Regions from separate parts of the Mus musculus genome. Here region 2 is linked to region 1. Evidence: chromatin contacts called from public HiChIP or PLAC-seq data. All regions are on one chromosome and are shown on one strand. The core of a region is the stretch at or near the end of the contact, and the rest is flanking DNA. Distances in the headings are between cores, read along the strand shown.

What was found. HiChIP or PLAC-seq counts read pairs in DNA pulled down with a chosen protein or histone mark.
Region 2: a contact with region 1 is called in an H3K27ac HiChIP or PLAC-seq map of VIP interneurons, with 5 times the contacts expected there. The contact joins two enhancer-like sites. A contact is called at or near these places in 3 of 115 datasets of contacts at active chromatin or transcription factors (VIP interneurons, astrocytes and embryonic basal ganglia).

What each region holds. Positions count from the first base shown.
Region 1 is chr14:24,563,488-24,569,778 of GRCm38.p6, forward strand. No RefSeq gene overlaps it. Among named protein-coding and RNA genes, the nearest start is that of Gm31720, 40 kb to the left of the region's middle. Within about 2 kb of position 2,509, at least 22 of the 459 cell types and tissues checked have an H3K27ac peak or open chromatin away from gene starts, as enhancers often do. A contact at or near this core is called in VIP interneurons, where this site is marked.
Region 2 is chr14:25,495,179-25,501,469 of GRCm38.p6, forward strand. All of the region lies in intron 1 of Zmiz1 (zinc finger, MIZ-type containing 1), which reads left to right. Among named protein-coding and RNA genes, the nearest start is that of Mir3075, 36 kb to the right of the region's middle. Within about 2 kb of position 2,738, at least 100 of the 459 cell types and tissues checked have an H3K27ac peak or open chromatin away from gene starts, as enhancers often do. A contact at or near this core is called in VIP interneurons, where this site is marked.

The DNA.
Region 1 (6,291 bases), core at 1,259-3,758:
GCTGTAGAACACCAGACTTAATTCCTTTCAAGTATGTATAGTTTGGTGCCCATTGCCTAGGTTCTCTCCTGTGCCGATTTCTCTAAGGTTTGGAAAACCAGTGTATGCTTTATACTTCCCTGGGTCTTAGTTCAGACACTCAGTTTTCAGTGGTTCAAATGAAATTCAGCCTAGTGAAAAAATATGTTGAGTTAGTATTCTACAACTTGACAGAAGTTACAACTGTCTGGGAGTTGGGTCTCTGGGCATGCCTGTGGGGGCAATCATGGTTTCGATGAGAAGACATGCTCCGTGCTCACGGTGAATATCACTGTTCCCTGGCTGGGATCCTGCACTGTGTAAGTAGAGAAAGGAAGTTGAGTAGCGCATGCTTGTTACTCTCTGCTTCCCAATTGTGGCTGTGATGTTACCATCTACTTGGAGGTCTGGCTGCCTTGACTTCCTGCCTCAACATAGTGGGCTGTTCCCTAGAACTGGGAGCCACAATGAAGCCTTTCTTCCTTAAACTGTTTTTGTCAGAATATTTTATCACAAAAACAAGAAAAACGAAAACAGTTGTATTTAGTGAAACATATTTTATTGTTTTAGTTATCTTTCTTCCTTTTATTGTTTAAAGATTTCATACATGCACGTATGTTTTGCTGAACTCTCCCCCCTCATTCTCTCCTCTCAAATCCTCCCTTATAACCTCCACCACTTTCCTCCCCAGCTTCATGTGGTATGTTTTTAAATCCCCTGAGTCTACTTAGTGCTGTGTGTATGAGCATGGGTGTGGAACCATCTACTGGAACATGGGAAACCTCTCAGGGACCATACATGTCCCTGAAGAAACCTAGTTTTCCTAAAGCAGTCATTAATTGACAATAGCTTCTTAGCTGGAGTGGGTGTTCAAGAGCCTTTCCCCATCCTTGCTGGGTTTAAGCTGACTTGATCTTGTGCAGGTCTTGTACATACGTACATACGTACATACATACAGTCACAGCAGCATGAGCTCATGTGTCCAATGGCCCTGTGATGTCTGGTAAATACCATCTTGCTGCAGATGTCTACTACCTCTGTCTCTTAGAATCTTTCTGTCCTCAGCCTAGTTTAAGATTTACCTCAGTTCACTATCCGTAAAATAGAACAACACAATAAGCTGCTGCCTAGGATGCATCCAGAGATGCAAGGGGTACACTGTGACTGATGAGATGGCACCTCAGGGTTCCACCCTCTATATACTCTTTGTAACATGGGCAGGACTCTGCTTGGAGAAGGATGGTCATTACTAGTTTTCAGCAGGCTTATGGTGTGAGGTAACAGGTGGCATTTTTCAATCCACACAAACAAACCCAGCTTCTGAGCTCCCTCATCCTACAGAAAGCTTGCTTTTTTATTTACAGCTTTGGATTGATCTGGATCGATCTTTCCTCAAACCTTTCCATCAAGAGAATGAAAACAAAGGAGGAAGGAGAGAAAGTTGGGCGTCCTAAATCCTTCCTCCCTCGGTCTGGCCAGCTTCCCACTAGTGTGTCAAAATATAGCCAGAGCTGCGAGGCCAGTAAGTTGGCCCAGAGAAGCCCTCTGCCTTTCTCTGCAAAAGAGCCCACTGCAGGCTCACCCAGCCACATCTGTGCTCCTGTCAAGTAAACAAAGACCATGTACTGCTCTCAGGCAGGCACTAACATTAGCTGAGTAAGAGCTCTTTGGGGACCAAGGAAAGGAGACTCTCATTTGAAAATGAACCACTGTACGTGGATTTATAGCACTGCTTTTCCGACGGAGAGCATGGAATATTTTTCTCTGGGAGATTAGGGTTTACTAGTGGATTCAAGTGTAACTTCAGTGAGTGGTTGGAGGTATTAGATGTGGCAGTATCACAGTATTGTTTTATTGGCAATTAGATTTCAAACTGGCACGAATGTATGAAAATAAGTCTCAATTATGGGCCTGTGAAGTTTCTCCACCATCTGTCAACAGTTTGCTCCTTATGCCATAGCATGTGTACCTTTGGAGGGAAAAATGATTTAATAGACCGAGAGAGGGGAGGGACAGCTCTCAGAATCACTTTGGAATTTGTACCAGGTGCCTGTACTTATGATTTCTGATGCAGAGAGAAATTTAGAGTCAAATGTGCATGCATGGATGTGTATCTACACAATACGTAAACACACCTTTGAAAAATCTCCAACTGGCAGAGATGGAATACAACTTTGGCAGGCAAGAACCCAAGTTTCCCACTTTACAGCTGCAAAGGATGAAGTTTGCTGGGGGTCAGGGACATGTGTAAGTGTCACACATGGGGATGCTGGAGCTTTAGCCAGTTGCACAATGTTCTGCTGGTAAATGTGTGCCAGTTGGTTCTCTGCAATTCTTCCAGCCCTGGATTGAAGCCCTTGTCCATTTCCCTGGTGTAAACACGCTCTCTGTGCCTGATGTCAGCCAGCGATGCGAGGTCCCTGAGCGTGAGGTCTGGCAGAGCCAGCTCTGGGCTTCAGCGGCTAGGGACCTGAGGGTGCTGATGCAGTTTGTGGCACGTCTGTTCAGCACCTGCTTCCCCTCCTGGGCGGAGTGTTCTGACTGTTCCGGGGGTACCCTCTGCTCAGCCTATTGTGTTTGTATGGAATGACTCCATCATGACGCGTGACCTAGGGACCAGGTTGTCTAGTTTATGCTGTCTCTCCACACACTGATTGCTTAGGGATGCCTGTGACCCAGGATGACTCTGAGTCAGGTGCAATCAAGACTTTGATAGGACTGAGAGGCTACAGATCTTTGGAGTACTTGGTGGTTCCTTTGTCCCATAGGAGCAGTGCTGTCAGAGAGTAGAGATAAACAGGGAGAAAAACAAGGCCAAGAGAAGAGGAGGAGGAGCTCTTGGGCCAACTCCTGCTTCAAGCTTCATTTCTGGACTTTTTATTTAACAGAATCAATAAAATGCCTTGTTTCTTTATCAACTGGTTTACTCCCCGCAGGCAAGGTCCTAAGAAACAAGTTTGCCTCTGGGGCCTATACTAGGAAATCTCTAGGGTCTTTGGGACCTGCTGATTGGCCAGAGTGCTAGTGCCTCAAAGCTATAAACCCTGTCTAACACGGCCACTCTTAAAACTAGTTTGGTGTCGGGTAAGTTGAAGATACTCAATAAATCTCTGTTAACTGTCTTGATATGGCTATTTTATTGTGTTTCCGTAACAAATATCTTCCAGCCTCAGTGGCTGCTGCGCTGCAGATCCATTCTTTGCTCGTGCTGGCTGTCATTTTTGTTGGCTGTGACTCTGCTCTCTAGGACACAGCTCAGTAAAATAATTCCTGCTTGGGGCATGCTGATCTTATGGCAGAGGGGGAAAAGTAGTACAGGTAGAAGCTTGGGGGTTTCTCCTAAAGGGGTTTCTGCTTAGATATTGTTACTTGTCTTTATGGTCATGTGACCAATATAAGCCACACAATGGGGCCACAAGCACGGGCAGGGAGTCATGATTTACATTGCTAATGTTTGAGACATGAAAATAGGAAGTAATATACAGGTAGTTGTAGCCTCCCCTCCCCCAGCCTTAATGGTTCCACTGTTTACACCTGGATGGAGCTTGCCAGCTCAATCGTTCTGCCACGCCCACTGCTGGAACCTGCCACTTTGCTGTTCGGAATCGTACATGTGGGCACCCTGCTACTAGACCCCAAGATTATTTGGCGGGAATTGGGCCCCTCCCCCTTCCTTCATAACGGAGTGCCAAAATAGTAAAAATTGAACCTTGAGCAGAGATCTTTGTCTTGGTTCCTTCCTTATCTCGCGCAGCCCAGCCCTTCTTCTCTTCCAGGTTTCCAAAATGCCTTTCCAGGCTAAAACCCAAACCTGTGATCTGCTGGCCGGACACAACAGGTAGTTACACATTTTAAGAGAGAATATGGAAACACAAAAGGCTTTATCTTGAGAAATCAAGCATTTGAATATCCACAGACCCAGAAATACCATTGCTTTATGTGGTAACCCCAGAGCCCCTTGTGTATGGTGCATGGGCACCACTGAGAGATGTACAAATGAGATTCCAGCATGCTCAGGATGCCACCCAGCCCACCACCACTCATTCACATACCTGTCAACGAGTGAATTACATGAGTCAGAAAAGAGAATGCTTAGCAACTGAAAATAAAAGAATACTCATGCAGGCAACCCTAGTTAAACCAGGGGTCCCAGACAAAATGACACAATAAACATGTAGATAAGAGGAAGACTTAGTGAGGAGAAAGAGTTTAGCTGGAGTGAGGGGGGTGAGACAGGGCAAAGGGGACAGAAAATGATCAAAATATATTATATACATTCATGACATTTGTCAAAGAACAGTAAAAATGAATCAGCCTTGGCCTTCCAAAATACATGTCTGAAACATATTAGAAATAATATTGACCGATATAAGCAAATCTACAGAAAAGCCCACATGTAGCAATTCCAATTTTGCTCTTCATTTGTATGTTAAAACACTGTATAAAAACATAAGGGAATGATAAACACACAATTTAGAATTCAGTGCCTTTGTGTAGGTGATGCAGGAGAATAAGGTAGGCGCAGACAAATGGCTGGTGACATTCTGGCACTGAGTGAGGTAGAGGGTTGAAGGAGAAGGGGAAGCCACTCTTGGGTACCACCCTGCCCTGGGACATCCAGTCCCAGCAGGACTAAGCAGATCTTCTCCCACTGAAGCCCAATCAGGTAGAAGGATGGCCATCTTACTATCAGACAGTTTAATCTGCATCTGCTAATTTACTCTCACATTGCTGTGATCAAATAGTATCCACACAGAATTAGAAAAAAATGAAAAAAAAAAAACCCACCATGAAACAAGGAAGTAATTTAGGTTTGTTGTTGCTTCTTTCTTTCTTTTTTGGAGTTTTGGATTGAACTTAGGGCCCCGAATATTTTAGGCAAGGTCTCTACCTATGAACTCTACCTCCAGTCTCAAAAAATAATTTAGAAACCGACAAATGTGATTATAAAGAAGAGCTGTCTTTGAAAGTGGGATGCTTCAAAGCAAATTTGGCCAGATGTGTTTGGGGACAAAGTTCAGGGATTTGGGGGTCACGGGTAGAACATGGACTATCCTAGCCCCTTGAAAGAGGCCTTTGGCTCAGATCACTAAGCCTGTCCATGCCAGAGAAGAATCTGAGTCTTCAATGGGCCAATGCCACTGTCATGAGGCAGAGATTTCACCTACAATGGACTCTTCATTATGGGTCTACACAGGAGGCCACTGCAGGGTTTTTGGTTGTATTGTCGGTCATAGAGACATGAAGTCCTTTGTGGGGACAGAGAAGGCCTCATTTTGGCCTAGCACAATGGAAGGGCCTACCTTGATGGCTGGTGAGGTTGGCCTGCTTGTCTCGCCCACTGTGGTGATTTGAATGAGGACAGGCTCATATGTTTGCGTGTTTGGTCCCCAGTTAGTGGCACTATTTGGGGAGGATCAGAAGGTATTGCCTCGATGGAGAATCTGTGCCACTGGAGGTTTGAGGTTTCAAAAACCCATGCCAGGCCCATTCCCCCACGTCCCAACCTGTTGCCTTGAGCTCAGGATAGAAAGCTCTCAGCTCCCGTTCTAGCACCATGCCTCTCTGATTCCTGGTGTGATGATCATTGGCTAACCTGAAACTATAAGCAAGCCCCCAACTAAGTGGTTTCTTTTATAAGAGTTGCCTTGGTTATGGTGTGTCTTTATTGCAATAGAATAGAATCTAAGACACCCGCTGTACTGGCTAGTTTGGTGTCAACTTGACTGACACAAGCTGGAGTTATCACAGAGAAAGGAGCTTCAGTTGGGGAAATGCCTCCATGAGATCCAGCTGCAAGGCATTTTCTCAATTAGTGACCAAGCGGGGAGGTCTCCTTGTGGGTGGTGCCATCTCTGGGCTGGTAGTCTTGGTTCTATAAGAGAGCAGGCTGAGCAAGCCAGTAAGTAACATCCCTCCATGGCCTCTGCATCAGCTCCTGCTTCCTGACCTGCTTGAGTTCCAGTCCATGTTTCCTTGGTGATGAACAGCAGTATGGAAGTGTAAGCCGAATAAACCCTTTCTTCCCCAACTTGCTTCTTGGTCATGATGTTTGCGCAGGAATAGAAACCCTGACTAAGACACCCGCTATGTATGCTATTCTTCCACCGGAATGCCATTTTGCTGGAAAACTCCCTGACCTGTTCCAATCTAAGGCAGGAGAAAGACATTTCACATGATAGATGCTAGGTCTCTTCCAAAGTTACCCAAGAGTGCTTAGCCCAAGTATGAGCATCTGCCTGTACAGAACACATCCTGCTACTAAGGGAAGTC
Region 2 (6,291 bases), core at 1,488-3,987, 930 kb after region 1:
AAGGACTCTGTGAAGAAGGTGGGGTGATGGACGAGATGGTACTCACAGCACTTGTCAAAGCTCTAAGCTTGGGCGCCCAGGAGTGTGGGGGCATTAGAGACTGATGGAGGCCTGGGCCCACCTTCCCAAACAACTACTTTGACTGGACATCAGACAATCACTTCCTTTTTAGCTCCATCCAAATGTTTGTGGAACTTGGAGTCCACCTTTCACACTACTGTGGCAGTCTTTCTCCATGCAGTGGAGGAAGGATAAGGGTCACGTATAGTGAACGCAAAAGGCAGTGACACCCATCACTCTGTTCAGTGGCCCTGTACAGGTGGCTAGATGAGTGCATGCTGTATGGCATTGCACAAGGATAGGATGTCTATTTGTGAGGTTCTGCCTGTGCTCTAGACCAGCTATGTGGCGTCCAGGCCTTTGTAGGGTGGTATCCTGTGGAATGAGGCTGTTGTTTCTGGGTCTTTGCTGGCTACAAGGGAACTGGCATTCGGTACCACCCAGCTCCCCTAACTTGAAGCCTGAGGTCACCTTTATCTGCTACCTTTGGTCCACAGGGCAATTGGGCACAGGCCCCGAAAAGGAGCCTGAGAAGATGGGGAACAAATCACCACCCATCTTAACCCTATGAGAGCTGCAGGCCTTATATTAACTCAGCAAACTGCTGTCCCTGGGCTTAGAGCTGTGGGATTCCAACTGAGCCCTGTGTCCAGTGGGTCCCTGGTGGTGCCAGCTTCCTGGCCGTTGCAAGGGTACAGAGGAGTAGAGAAAGGTCCTAGCAGAAATGAGTCCCAGGCACTCAGGGCAATTCAGGTAGACCTCACAGAGACACAAGCAGGGCTGCAGGGGCTTGGGGGGTCACGAGGCTTAGATAGAAGGCAGGCTAGAATGCATACAGACTTCAGAGGACAGAAAGGGTTTGGCTAGCTGGAGAGGTCACTCTGATTGAAGGGTGTGGGTGAGAGGACAGAGGTTTGGAATGGGTCTCGGGGAAAAGCAAACCCTCTCCCATTAGCCACCAGGGCTGCTCTGGCTCAGATGGCCTTGCCTCTTGGTGAACAGAGGCCCCAGGGTAAAGCAGATGGCCAGTGGAGGAGGGGCAGGGGTGGCCTCAGTCATGAGCCAAGCGAAGCCAAGTGGCCCACATAGTCCAGAGTTGAAGACCTTGGCACAAGCACTTGAGCTCTCAACTTGAAAGTTAATGATTCATTTGTGGCCAATTTCTGTTGGCATTTGCCTGGAAATTCCCAAGCCTGCCCCTTCCTTTGGCTTGGGAACTCCAAGAATACAGTCTCATTACTTTTGGCTAAGAGCATCTCACCCTCTCTCTGGGGAACAGCTTTTAAAACTGCTGTGAGACCTCTGCAGGTTATCCATGAGGGAGAACTGGTTCTGGTTGGTGGGTGAGGGTGGGTGGTTTGGGGTCTAATAAAGTTAGAGGCTCACCCTGACCCTGTGTGCCAAGTGTGGATGAAAGGAGCCCTGTTGATATTCATGATGTCCCCCAGTTAGATCAGAACAGATGTGACCAGAATTCAGTCTAAAGTAATGTGGAAAGTGTGCATCAGTTACAACCAGAGAGAGCAGGATTGGGCTGGGTAGAGAATGCACTGTCATATGCAAAGGCCCTGGGTCAAGACAGTCCAGAAGGGTTGAGTAATTGTCGTATGACTGGGGTACAGAGACTTCTGTGAATACAGCAATAAGTGAAGAGCTGGGAGACTGGGAGTTTGACCATGACAAGAACTCACAATAGGAAGTCAGAGGTAAAGCCAGGAGCAGTTGTTTGGTATTATGCCCATTTGGGTCTTGATTTTGCTGGTCAGCAAGACTTTCTAGATAGCCTGCTGGCAAGTTCTGCCCAGGGCCAGGCACCTGTGTGAAACCTGAATTAGAGAGAAGAGATCATATGTGACAACCCGAAGGGGGTGATGACAGGGATACACAGGAGCCCTGAACCTTTGGCAAGCGCACAAGGGAGGCTGGAGCATGACGTCATTCTGGGTCTTGAGGTGAACAGAGCAGTGTTGATTGGGGTCAACCTCAGGAATTCCATGCTCCCTGCAAGCTGTATCCAGCTACTCTGGAGGTCATCCCTGTCCCATGGGAGCCATGTGGCTTTCCCCAGTATCTGTCACTGTGTGTTCAGGCAGAGCCCAGGAGGGGACAGTTGATGGCAGAACAGGGTCTAATTTCAGAGTCTCACCTCTGTATCGGCTCGATGTACTCATTCCCCTACCCCATAGGTTCCTGAAACCTGAGGGACATTCCCTGAATCCCAGGCCACCCTTTCTGAATGATGGTCCAAGTATCTGAGAAAGGGACCTTTTGTCGCTCCCCACTTTGCAGACATCATTGTATAGCACAGTCACGCTCCCCACTTTTCTCCCAGTGAAACCTTTCCAGTCCCTGGTGTGATGGTAAACTTCTCCTCTCCATAAAACATCTCCCTGAGACAGCAGCTTGCTCCACCGAGGGTGTGATCCACGCTTGGCAGGGCCTCTGCTGCCGCAAGTGACAGCCCTGAAAAACATTCGGGAAGAGCAGTGTGTGCTGGGCATGGCTAGAGGAGCAGGGTCAGACTGAGCAGCCCAGCTGGGCCTGGGATCCTCACATGGCCTCTGGCTGCGGCTGCTCCCTCCACCGTGAGGCGGAGCAGTATCAGGTATCTCCTGGCTCCCACAGCCCTGGTGGTGTCTGGGTCCTTGGCATGGTTAGGCAGCAGTGGGGAGCCTGTCTCCCAAGGGTAGCATTGCCAGGCCTGTCTGTGGCTGGATACAGCAGGGCCTTGGACCTACAGCCTCCAGGCCTGCGTCACGCTGGCTTAGGTGTCCTGAATCAGAGCCAGGAAATGGATCTGCCGTACCAGTGTGGTGGGGATACTGACCAGGGCAGCTAGGGTGAACCCCAAGCTCCTGCCTCTGTACACTGAGGATGCTAGCCTCCTATCTATTATGCCTTATGCCTGTGCTCAAGCTGCTATTCCACCTAGTCAGCAGCTGCCCCTCAAACAGGTCCAAGCAGTATTCGGTCTTTACCAAGACTGTCCCCCTTATTCCACTCCCCAGTTACCCTCAGGGCAATTTCCTCCCCCAGGAATGCCCCCAGGAATTACTTCAGTGAATCCTTCTTCTGCCACCATTGTCCTGTCTTCTCTGCACCAGCTCCCCATGGGCCTCTTGTTTGGGCTCCATCATTGTATAGCACAGTCACGTTCTCTTGCAATGGGTTCCCCACTGCCGCTGCCATTAGCCCCTGAGGGCCTTGAGACTTGTTTATTTGTGCATCCCGCAGGCCTGATATATAGTAGGTGCCCAATAAAAGCAGGCTGGATTTAATTAAGAGGCTCCTGAAGGCGGTGCCGGAGTCTCCCTTTGTTAATGATGTGGGGGAAGAGCAAAGGGTTCTAGCAAGTGCAATACCTTACCTCCCTGCCCCCACATACCCCTACCCAAGGTGACTGCTGGGGCTGGGGCTGGGGCTGGGGCCAGCCTGCTGCTGGCCTCTCTCCAGCCTGTGCCTTCCTTGCTGGCAGGAGCCAGCTCCCCGGGCTGCCCGAGTGATCACTCCAGAAAACACCCCAGTGGAAACTGCATGAATGATTGATAAGGGCTGAGAGCTGTTTAATATTTTCCTCCTGTTTAATGGCTATCAATAATTTAATACGCTCTCTGTATGTTTTTAAGAAATAGCACCCATTTTGCCGTCTCCGGTTTAGCGGGCTAAATGATTTAAGTGTTGGAAGTGTGCTCAGAGGGTTGAGGTGGAGCGAGCGAGTCAGAAATCTGGAGTCTGGAGCGGGTGGCAATGAGGGCCACCACAGCATCTTGGCCTGGGATGAGTGTGTGTGTGTGTGTGTGTGTGTGTGTGTGTGTGTGTGTGTGTGTGTGTGTGTTCAAAATGGCCCATGCCTTTCTGCTAAGAGCAAGATAATTGCTTTTCTGGAGCCCCACTGAACAGCAGCTAAACAGCTGTTGCTCCCCCAAACCCTGCCCCATGCTAAGCATGAGGCTCTGGGGGCTCAGGAGCTGGGAAGGAGCTCGACTGGTTCTACCACCGTGGGATGAACCCCCCCCCAGCCTTACCCCTCCCCCCTCCTGAAGCTTTTAGATCATTGTTAACGATGTGTTCTGACCATTGCACTGGAGGGCTGATATCTTCCAGATGGGTTTGGGATGGTGGAGAGAGATATTCAAAGCTGATAATCTCTGGGCCCAGAAGGACCTGGAAGGTCACCTGCCTGTGTTGCCTATCTTTCCAGATGCAGAAGATCACCTGGGAGGTCTTGTTAACAATTTAAATTCCTGGGCTGTCTTCCAGACCTGCATTCTCTCCAGGGAGAGGACAGGACACTGTGGGTTCAGCAATCATCTGAGTGATTTGGTCCTCAGGGGAGTTTGAGAAATTGAAGTCCAGCTTGCGTCTGATCTACCTGTGACCTCGTGGGGCCCTCCCTCTACCTGAATACCTTTAGGGATGCTGTTCTCTCCCTACTCACCCCTACACATACAAACAGCTGCCTTTCCAGCAGACCTCTCCCCAGGGACCTGGCCGTGCTGTGGCTCACCCATGCATGAGGCTTCCTTTCTTAGTAAAGGGTGTCTGAGGTGGGGAATAGGTGCTATGGCCTCTGTAGAGTGAGCTGGCTTCCTCAGGTGGCTGTTAGCTGGAATTGTTGCTGGCACAGTAGGGACAGAAAAAGACCCAAGACCCACAACATCTTGACCTATTGGCCCTCATGCCTTCCACGGAAGAGGGAAAACAGACTTATCCAAGATGACTGAATGAGCCTACCTTTCAGATGGGTGGTGAACTAAGGGGCTAGTGGTCACACATACATTTAAAACAGGGCTGGAGCTGGGAAGATGAAGACAAGAGGTTGGTTGTATGTGCCTAGACCCTAGCACTGGGACTCAGTTGAGACTCTGTTGCCCAGCAGGGTGTGGAGGCTGGCATGCAGGCTGAGCCTGAGGGCTACCCGGAGGTACTTCAGAGGAGTCAATTCCTATGCCTCTTCCTTGGCCCTTCAGGCTCTGTGGTCTTATTTTAATAGGTAATTATGGGAGAATGGCACACATTTATAGTGCCATCTACAACAAGAGAACCCCTTAATTCTCCCCCATCACGGAAATCTCTTTGCATCCCCAAGTTCAGCTTCACCTTCGGTCTTCACTGATGGTAAAGCGTCTCTTCATCTGATGCTGGCCTATGATCTGTGTCACCTGGAGACAGATCACTGTAGGATTCAATTCTCTGGGAGACTAAGGAGATGGAGTGTACCACCTGCTTGAAGAATCTTCGGAGTCAGAAGAAAAAGACTCCACCTTGCTTGAGATAGGCTCTATTCCCTTCTGCCCAGAACTGTGCAAGCACTCATGGGCCCAGAAAAGGATGGGAGGGAGGTACAGAAGGCTTTCTGCAGAAGGCACCACCTGGCATGGTGGGAAGGGGTGGGGCATCCCAGGTGCAGAGGTGAGGCAGCTGTGGAGTGTGGAGAGTAGGGAGGTGGGGCATGAGGGCAGTGCAGGGAGGAGCCAGACCTGTCACTCAGCTGCTATTGAAATGTCACTCAGGAAAGTGTCCTACTCTACTCATGTAGCTGAATAAATTGTCTCAAAAGTGAACATGCTTGTGTAACCACTGCGCCACCAAGAAACACAACATTCCAGACTCCCTAGAAGGCCACGTGTTCCTCTCAGATGCCACTCCCACCACACAAAGGGTTCTGATTGGTGAAGCATGGTCTCGGTTATCTGTTCCATTTTAAAAGGAGTGGTCTGGAGGTGGGGGGAGGGGGAGGGAGCATTTTGCAAGAGGCCCCTCCTTGTCTGGGATGTCCCTTAGGATTCTCCAGTCACATGAGGCTTCTGCCCCTATTGGGCACTGGGCTGGGATGCTGGCTGGACCTCCCTTCTCCTTCCTTGTAGAATGCCTTCCTCTGAGGTCTTAAGGCTTTCAGAGAATCAGGCTCAGAAAGGTAGAGCCTCCTGTAGCTAGGTCTCTATACCCAGCAAATGCCAGTTGCACCGAATCCTGTTCCTCAAACAAGATTGAAGGCTCACACCGGGTCACAGGGGAAGAGCTAACTGCCCCTTAATAGAAGCTGCTACATGGTTGTGCTTCAGCCCCAAGTCCCCTTGTCTCTTTTTGACCTTGGTCTAAGTGCTCTCCAAGTGTGTTCTCGCCCATGTCTGGCTTTCAGACTGATGCTCTGTTGGTGGCTATGGCTAGTTCCACCCTCTCCTGATACTTTGAGGGTGTGTGCATGATGCACTAATCTGTCTATTCTGT